Regions from separate parts of the Sus scrofa genome. Here regions 1 and 3 are each linked to region 2. The links are chromatin contacts, called in public Hi-C and HiChIP or PLAC-seq maps. All regions are on one chromosome and are shown on one strand. Each heading gives the region's core, a stretch centred on a gene start, on an enhancer-like site or on the middle of the called end of the contact. The rest is flanking DNA. Distances are from core to core; before and after follow the strand shown. Region 1 holds the start of CCL28 (C-C motif chemokine ligand 28). Region 2 holds the start of PAIP1 (polyadenylate-binding protein-interacting protein 1). Region 3 holds the start of TMEM267 (transmembrane protein 267).

Evidence for each region. Hi-C and Micro-C count contacts between places; a contact is called where the count stands out from the background. HiChIP or PLAC-seq counts read pairs in DNA pulled down with a chosen protein or histone mark.
Region 1: a Hi-C map of epiblast stem cells shows a contact between it and region 2, with 2.8 times the contacts expected there. The contact joins the promoter of CCL28 here to the promoter of PAIP1 in region 2. A contact is called at or near these places in 1 of 47 Hi-C or Micro-C datasets (epiblast stem cells) and 1 of 2 datasets of contacts at active chromatin or transcription factors (alveolar macrophages).
Region 3: a contact with region 2 is called in an H3K27ac HiChIP or PLAC-seq map of alveolar macrophages. The contact joins the promoter of TMEM267 here to the promoter of PAIP1 in region 2. A contact is called at or near these places in 4 of 47 Hi-C or Micro-C datasets (heart right ventricle, liver and skeletal muscle) and 2 of 2 datasets of contacts at active chromatin or transcription factors (alveolar macrophages and skeletal muscle).

What each region holds. Positions count from the first base shown.
Region 1 is chr16:28,009,450-28,012,164 of Sscrofa11.1, forward strand. It overlaps CCL28 (C-C motif chemokine ligand 28), which reads right to left and starts at 1,410. Exons shown (of 3, transcript NM_001024695.1): 1 at 1,340-1,410. The coding sequence starts at 1,403.
Region 2 is chr16:28,133,029-28,135,728 of Sscrofa11.1, forward strand. PAIP1 (polyadenylate-binding protein-interacting protein 1) reads right to left here and starts at 1,268. Exons shown (of 11, transcript XM_005657616.3): 1 at 1,038-1,268.
Region 3 is chr16:28,059,250-28,061,949 of Sscrofa11.1, forward strand. It overlaps TMEM267 (transmembrane protein 267), which reads right to left and starts at 1,384. Exons shown (of 3, transcript XM_021077021.1): 1 at 1,248-1,384. It overlaps C16H5orf34, which reads right to left. Exons shown (of 14, transcript XM_021077011.1): 14 at 1,048-1,437. The coding sequence ends at 1,244. LOC106508158 (a long non-coding RNA gene) reads left to right here. Exons shown (of 4, transcript XR_002339773.1): 2 at 868-1,037.

The DNA.
Region 1 (2,715 bases), core at 160-2,659, 120 kb before region 2:
GTCTTGATAAGATAGATGGATAGAGAAGAAGAACTGATTATCCAGATTTTTCCTGTGCTCAGCAATACAAGCTCAGTACATTGGGGCAGTGTATTGGAATCTCTAAGCAAATGCCTACAGAGGAGGAACCAGGCAATTAATAAGTTGATAGCCACTTCAAAGAAGGGCAGGAGCTAGTCTGCTCTAGCCATTTCTTGCCAGATATAATTTTTCAGAAGAGTCTCTAAAATCCAAGTTGTATGTGTGTATATACGAGTATGTGTATGTGAAATCATTTTAAAATACTGGCTTAGTTTTTTTTAAAAGCAAACCAAACAAAACTTACATTTTACCTGTTCTGAATTTAGAGAATCTATTCAGGGTAAATTTTCAGAAAAGAATACAGTAGAAAAGAGTCTTATCAGTCAAGTATTAAATACTTATATTTACGGTTTCCTGAACACAGTAGAAAAGATTGTCTCCAGTCCAAATAGTTATAATCTCCATATGGAGATTATACATGTATGTGCTAGCAACTCACAACTGAAGTTCTCTTTGGAGTTCCCGTTGTGGTCCAGCAGAAACAAATCTGACTAGGAACCATGAGGTTGTGGGTTCAATCCCTGGCCTTTTTCAGTGGGTTAAGGATCTGGTGTTGCCATGAGCTGTGGTGTAGGTTGCAGATGCGGCTTGGATCTGGTGTTGCTTCAGCTCTGGTGTAGGCTGGTGGCTACAGCTCCAATTCGACTCCTAGCCTGGGAACCTCCATATGCCTGGGTGCGGCCCTGAAAAGACAAAAGACGAAAAAAAAAAAGTTCTTTTTGATGTAATTTGTATGGTTCAGTCTCCTTTATCCTGTATCCCGTTTTTAAGATCAGATTGAAATTTTGGTTTTCAGTGTCCACAGACCTGACTTTGTTCAGATAGCTTGCAGCTTACCAGACCATATACTAGAAGGTTGAGTTGGTCTTATTTTCAGGAATATGTGCACTTGTATTCAGACAGTTTAGCTGGTCAGGGTGAGGGGAGGGAAGCAGTTGAATAATAGGGGATTTTCCCCTAGCCTCTACCTGGAGATTTTTCTAAGATACTGTTATCAGAAAAAGAAGCACTGCTCAAAGTTGCACTGGTATGGTAGGATCTCATCCTTCTTGTGGCTAATTACTGATATTCCTGTTCAAATGAGGTTCCTTCCTGAAGTTGCCTCTTGGAGATGAGGAGTTAAACCTATGCCATTCTCATGTAGATAACTGGAAATTCCTGCCCCTAATTGCTGGAGTACCTCACCCCCTCCAGCTCCAACTTGGAAGGCAGCCCCCCTCCTTCCACCGGAGGCTGAGATAGTCAGCCCCTCACTCACCTTCCGAGGGATGAAGAGCCACACAGGCAGCCAAGGCCACGAGAGCAAGTCCTGTGTGCTGCATTCCTGCCCAGCCGCTCAGCAGCACCGCAGGTGAGGCTGTAAGATCAGGAAATGAGGCTAAAAGTGTCCTTGGTTGCAGAGAAAGAGCGAGGAGGAAAGCCAGCCAGAAAGCCCCGCCCTGGGAGGTGCTAGGGTACCTGTTTCTCATGTTTCTTTCCTTGAGACCAGGCTCTTTCTTAAGAAAGATGTTAGTGGTGATCTGACATCTGGTGAGGTCCTAGTGGATTGAGGTGTGCATCAAAACTTGGGAGCGATTAAAAAAAAAATAGCTACCTCCATGAATTCCTCCACAGACTTATAAATCAGAATTTGGGTGTAGGGGACCAGGAATATGAATTTTTAAAAAGCCCCATGGGCAACTCTGATGGACACCTCCATTGAGAACCATTATATAAAGGAATTAGAGTTTTAAGTAGCTTGTTGAAACTAAGAGTTTCTGGGGACAAAGGTGGCAAGTCATAAAAAACATTATCTGGTGGGAAGATGGAAAAATTCTACCCCACTCTGATTTTGGTTTACTGCCAAAATGCTTCCAGTGAGGCTGTTAGTTTATTTAGAAGAAAGGTATAAAACAGGTGGAGAGCCCTCTTCCCTCTAGGTTGTACCTGATGAAAAAGAGCCCTAGAGCAGGTTGAGCAGGCATGAGGAGGTATGGGTTCTAGTCCAGCTTGCTACTAATCAGCTTTGTGAATAAAACTCTAGGGTAGGCTGAGGGTAATTGGATTCTAATCCAGTCTTTTCTGCTAATTGGTTGCATAACCTCAGCAAATGTACTTAACTTTTCTGTAAAGAAGATGTCAGGCTGGGTGATCCCAAGTGCTGCCATGCTTCCTCTAACGGCGCTCTCATGCTTCTTGTCCACATGTGGCCCTTGAACATCTGGAATGTGCTAGTCCAAATTCACATGAGCTGTAAGTGCAGTACACACACCGGATTTCAAATATGGTACAAAGAAATATAAAATATCTAATAATTTGTATCTTGATTATATGCTCAAATGATAATATTTGGATATATTGAGTTAAGATATATTCTTAAAATTAATTTCACCTGTTTCTTTGTACTTTTTTGATGTGACTCCTCAACATTCTAAGTTGCATATGTTTGCATTGGGCACTGCTGCTTTATAAGGTCAGGAACTTGAGGTCAGAACTGTACCTCAGCTGTCAGTTGTGGTACTTAACCAAGCTCCAATTTCACTATCAAGAACTGCAGTTATAATAAAATGGGAAATGAAGAGTTTGGGGAAGCACAGAACTAGGCAAAGAATGAGAAGACCTTGTCATGCAGAACAGCCATTCCAAACTCTGCCA
Region 2 (2,700 bases), core at 18-2,517:
GCCTCCCTCTCGGGGGGCTGGGGAGGGGGAGGCAATTTTTACTTCCTCCCGGGACAGCAGAACTCGGGGACAGCGCACCGGGCCCCTCCCCCAGCCCGGGCGCACAAAGAATTCGATCCGCCACCCTCCAAACCCCGTTCCGGGCCCGTCCCCACCCCGCAACAACCGGGCCCTTTGGGGAATGCTTTCGGGGAACCCGAGGGAGGAAGACGGCGCGCCGACTTCGGGCGCGCGCGGAGGGCCTGGGGAAGCGTTGGCCCTGGAGGACAGGGTCCCCTAGAGCGGCTCCGTACCTGGGAGCGCCCCGGGCCGGGGAGGCCGCTGGGGGCCGGCGGGGACCTCGCACTGGGCCCCTGGCGGCGGGGCCGTCCTGGGCTGGCGCAGCGGCGGTGGCTGCAAGAAGCCCGGGGCTTTGGGCTGCGGCGGCGGCTGGTGCCGCGGCCGCTCAGCAGGCCCCGCTCCGTTCGGGAAACCGCCGCCCTCAGGCCCGCCCCCTCCGCGGCCCAGGCCCCGGCTCCGGCCCCGACCAGCACCTGGGGCCCGATCGAAACCGTCCGACATGCTCCTCCTCCTCCTCCTCCGGGGGCCGCTGCCGCTGCGCTCTGGAGAGGACGCGGGGGGAGGCGCCGCGGGCCGGCTCTCGCCGCCGCGCTCACTCGGGCCTCATGGAGGAGGAGGACTCTGGGCCCTGCTCGGCTCCCCGCGCTTCGGGCGGGGCGGACGGCAGCTGGAGCACCCACGGAACCCGCCGCTCCGGAGCGCCCGCCCCCCTCGGCTACCCTCAGCTTTTTCCGATTCTCCCCCAAAACCCGGCTCCCCCGCCTTCGGTGCGGCGGGGGCGAAGGCAGGTCACAGCGGCCCCCCGCGGCCCGGAGGCCCCGGGCACGCCCGCCGCAGCTCCTCCCGTTCCCGGCGGGCGGGCTGCCGCGGCCCAGCAGGCCGCCGGACAAGCGGCACCTAGGCCTTTAGATAGCCCTGCCCGCCGCGGGGGCATCCCGGCAAACGGAACCGGGCTGGGGGCAGAGAGGGGCGCTTACCCCTGAAAGGGTCTGCTTACTCGGTGGTTCTCAGGAGAGAAGTGCGAGACTGACGGTTGATGCCGGGAAAATAAAAATACGGGGGGAGGGGGCGTGAGCCGGCGCCAGGGTTCGCGGACGCGCACCTCCGTGGGCGCGCAGGTGTGTTCAATGACCCGGCGCCGGCGAGACCCGAGGGTTGGTCGGGAAGGGGGCTCTGGAAGCTCTTTGCCACCCGCAACGTTAGCCGCGGGGGGGGGGGGGGAAATAGGAACGGAATCTAAACATGCCCCCCCGCCCACGTCCTTCTCAAGTCCCAGTATTTATCATGGTAGGTCACGCTGGGGCCAAGCTTGACTCTCTTCCCTTTTTTCATCCTCTCCAGAAATTTTAAGAAAACACGCTACCTTTCAATAAAACTCCCCTCTTTTTCATCTTCTACCACTGCTGTCCAATCAAAATATAGTGCGGGCCACAAATGCAAGCCACTTACGTAATTATACATTTTCTAGAAGGCACATTACCCGAAGGAAAATAAAAACAGGTGAAATTAATTTTGATAATATATTTTACTTAGTCCAATAGATCCCAAATGGTATCATTCAAAACATGTAATTAAAGATATTAATGAGGAGTTCCTGTTGTGGCTCAGTGGTAATGAAGCCGACTAGGATCCAAGAGGATGCTGGCTGGATCCCTAGCCTTGCTCAGCGGGTTAAGGATCCAGCCTTGCTGTGAGTTGTGGTGTAGGCTGCAGACTCCGCTTGAATCCCAGTTGCTGTGACTAAGTGGGCAGCTGCAGCTTTGATTGGACCCCTAGCCTGGTAACATCCATATGCTGCTGATGCAGTCCTAAAAAGAAGGAAAAAGAAAGATATTAATAGATATTTTCTCTCTTTTCATATTAATCAAAATCAGTATACTTTGCATTTCCAGCATATCTTTCTCGGGATTAGGCACATTTCAAGTGTAGTGGCTACTGCACTGCACAGCAAAGTTCTAGACATTATGTATAAGTTAGTGTGTGTGTGTGTGTGTGTGTGTTTAAGTCAAGTCTGACAGTGCTAAAGCCAAATGAGGGATGATATAAGTAATGAAAAGGAGAAAAAATATTTCTTAACTGTTAGACTGAAACATCTTCACAAATTCTGTGTTTTAAGCAAGGCTTACTGCTTTTCAATCTTGTTAAGCTTGAGAATAATTTCAGTTAAGAATAAAACTTCTTGTTAACCATTTTCTTGCTAATAAAGAAAACATTAACGTCTTCACTTAAATGAAAGAGGAAAATGGCTTTAATGAAGGCAGTCATGAATAAATGATTCATGCTGTTGATTGGTGGCAAAAACAATGAAGCCAGGGAAGGAAGCTAGCAAGAAGTGTGGTGCCTTGGTGTTGAGAAAGCATGTAGGATTCAAAATAGGTCGAAGTTCTGGTCTGGATCCTGGTGGTGCCCCTTAATGCCTATGTGATCCTGGGTAAGTAAAGGAGTTAGTTCCACTGAGCCTCTTTCCTCACTTATGTAATAAGTATAATGAGTATACTTATAATAAGTAGCAGTGGCATATATTACAAAGACAAGGTTACACTTTAAAAATTAGATGAGGTAATGCTTATACCAAAAATCCTTTCTTTTATGTAGTCATCAGTCACCTCTTGCCTGGACTTTTTATTGTGTACAGATGAC
Region 3 (2,700 bases), core at 134-2,633, 74 kb before region 2:
TTCTTATAGTTTCCTCTGTTCCTTCTTCCCTTTTATGTGAAGAGGGTGGTCTTTTCAATAAATCACAATTAGAATACTTCTGGTTATATTTGGTATAATCTTGAAATCTTTTTAAAAATTTTTTACTTTTTTGCTTTTTAGGGCTGCACGCATGGCACATGGAAGGTCCCAGGCTAGGGGTCGAATCAGAGCTACAGCTGCTGGCCTACACCACAGCAACACCAGATCCAAGCTGTGTCTGCGACCTATACCACAGCTCATGGCAATGCCAGATCCATAACCCACTGACGAGGCCAGGGACTGAACCCACAACCTCGTGGTTATTAGTCACATTTGTTTCTGCTGCACCATAAACACGAACTTCTTGAAATGTTTTTAGGTATATGATTTTATTCTTTCCTAAGAGGCAGGTGAAGTAAATGCCACTTATGGTGAGCTCACTTCTTTTGGTTTCACATACTTTGTAGCATAATTTTTTTGTGTGTGTCCTTTTTTTTAGGGCCACACCCGCGGCATATGGAGGTTCCCAGGTTAGGGGTTGAATCGGAGCTATAGCCGCCAGCCTATGCCACAGTCACAGCAACTCGGGATCCAAGCTGTGTCTGCGACATCCACCACAGCTCATGGCAATGCCAGATCCTTAAGCCCCTTAGCAAGGCCAGGGATCGAACCCATGTCCTCATGATTGCTAGTAGGGTTTGTTAACGCTGAGCCACGACAGGAACTCCTGTAGCATATTTTTTGAGATGTTCAAAACAAATGAAAATATGTGGTGTATAAGACAGTTCAGATAAAATTTAGGCTTATCTGAAGTGCCCGATTCTTGAAGCAATATTGTCTACATTAAGTTTGTTTTGTTTTCTTAAGATCTTTTTCTTTTCGTGATTCTACGGAAAAATACTGGAAGAGAAAAAATAGCTAATGACCAATGTACACAATTCTGCATATTAAAATGAAGAAAATTTGATTAATAGCAAAAACTCCACAAGATAAATCAGCAACTCTACAATTTTACAAAATTTCTTCTCAAATCTGAGGTAAGAAATTGTTCAAAAATTTTAAATAGTTCTTTATTAATAAAATATAAATATACATTTAAAATTTACAAGTTAGTGTAAAATCTCTCCTTAAGTTCAAGTTCTCATTAAGTAATCAATGTACAAAAGTCATACAGATCAGTTTTTGGCTTTCTAGTAATTTTCTATCAGTCACTTGAAATAACATCCTCAAGGTTTAATATTTTTTACCTTTTGGAGTTTGATAGAAGAGAGTCAATATCCTGAAGGATTTCAGAGGTTTTTCTCAATGCCACTGATACACTGTTTTCATTAACTTCTTTTAGCAAGAGTTCTGAAGATTTGGGTTTATAATGATCTGAAGACTGTTCATTTTTCTTGTTAGAAATATGGTTTAGGACACCACTATTCTCCAGTAACACTAGTGGCTTAGTTAAGGAGCTTTTCCCTAATATTCATTATAATTACTTTGAATTTCAGAAAGCTTAGCCTTCATAGTAAAATATTTCTACACTGGGAGGAAGATATCTTGGATTCTTAATAGAGTTGGACTTCAGAACTTGTCCAGTCTATCTCTTATAGATGAGGAAACTGACTGGAGTATAAAAGACGGGGAAAGGAAAAGAGAGTATGTGTGTATTTGGATGGAGGTTTGGCAATAGGGAGAAAATAAAAGAATTAAAAACCTCAGTAACATTTCTTTAAGCAAAGAAGTGATATGGGAATAAAAGGGAACAAAAGTAGAGATGAAAGGAATATAAACAATCTCTGTAGGGTATTTTTTTAACTTAAATATCAGTGAAAGCAAAACTGTTCTCTGTTGCAGAGCTACGCTGTTATTTGAATAGGATTACAGGAAAATAAAAAATTTAGATGAATGGAGTAGGAATGTACAGAACAAAAGGTTTCATAAGAGTCCTGTCCCAAGCTGATGAGGTAGCAGGTTCATGAACTCACTTCCCTCCACAGACACACTGAATCTCTAGCAACACACTGAATCCCCAGCTACACACAGAGCAATTCTCACTGTACGAATTCCAGGAACTACCAAGGGACTTCTTTACATTGAGTGAATGAGAAAATATCCACACTGAAATGGGAAAGACACACTGTCGCTATAAACCCCACCCCCCCTAGCCCAACAGGGGGGAACTCACAATTCTCAGCTTCTTCCTGAGGAATAAAGGGTTTAGACCCAACATCTAATGCTCCAACTTTTAAGATTGCCAAGTGCATGATAGGCCCCCACAACACCCAGCTCTGAGCAAACAAAAACCTCGATCTCCCAGTCTTTCCCTGTTGGCATACTTTAAAAGCTGATGCCTGAGGGTCAGAGTTCTCACTCAGCAGGTGATAGCTCCATATTCTCTCTGGCCTACTCCAGCTTGCTGCAGTCTCCCTGGAAGGAGCTTACACATAACAGAAAAAGTCAAAGCAACAAAGAGCTGTTTTTTTTGCAAAGATAAACAAAATAGACAAATCTTTAGCTAGACCTAGCAAGAAAAAAAAGAACTCAAATAAAAATAGAGAAAAAATTACAATACCACAGCAAGACAAAGGATCGTAAGAGACTACTATGAATAATTATATGCCAACATATTGGATAACTTAAAAGAAATGGAGATTCCTAGAAATAATCAACCTATCAAGACTGATTCCAGACTGATTATTAATAAAGAAACTG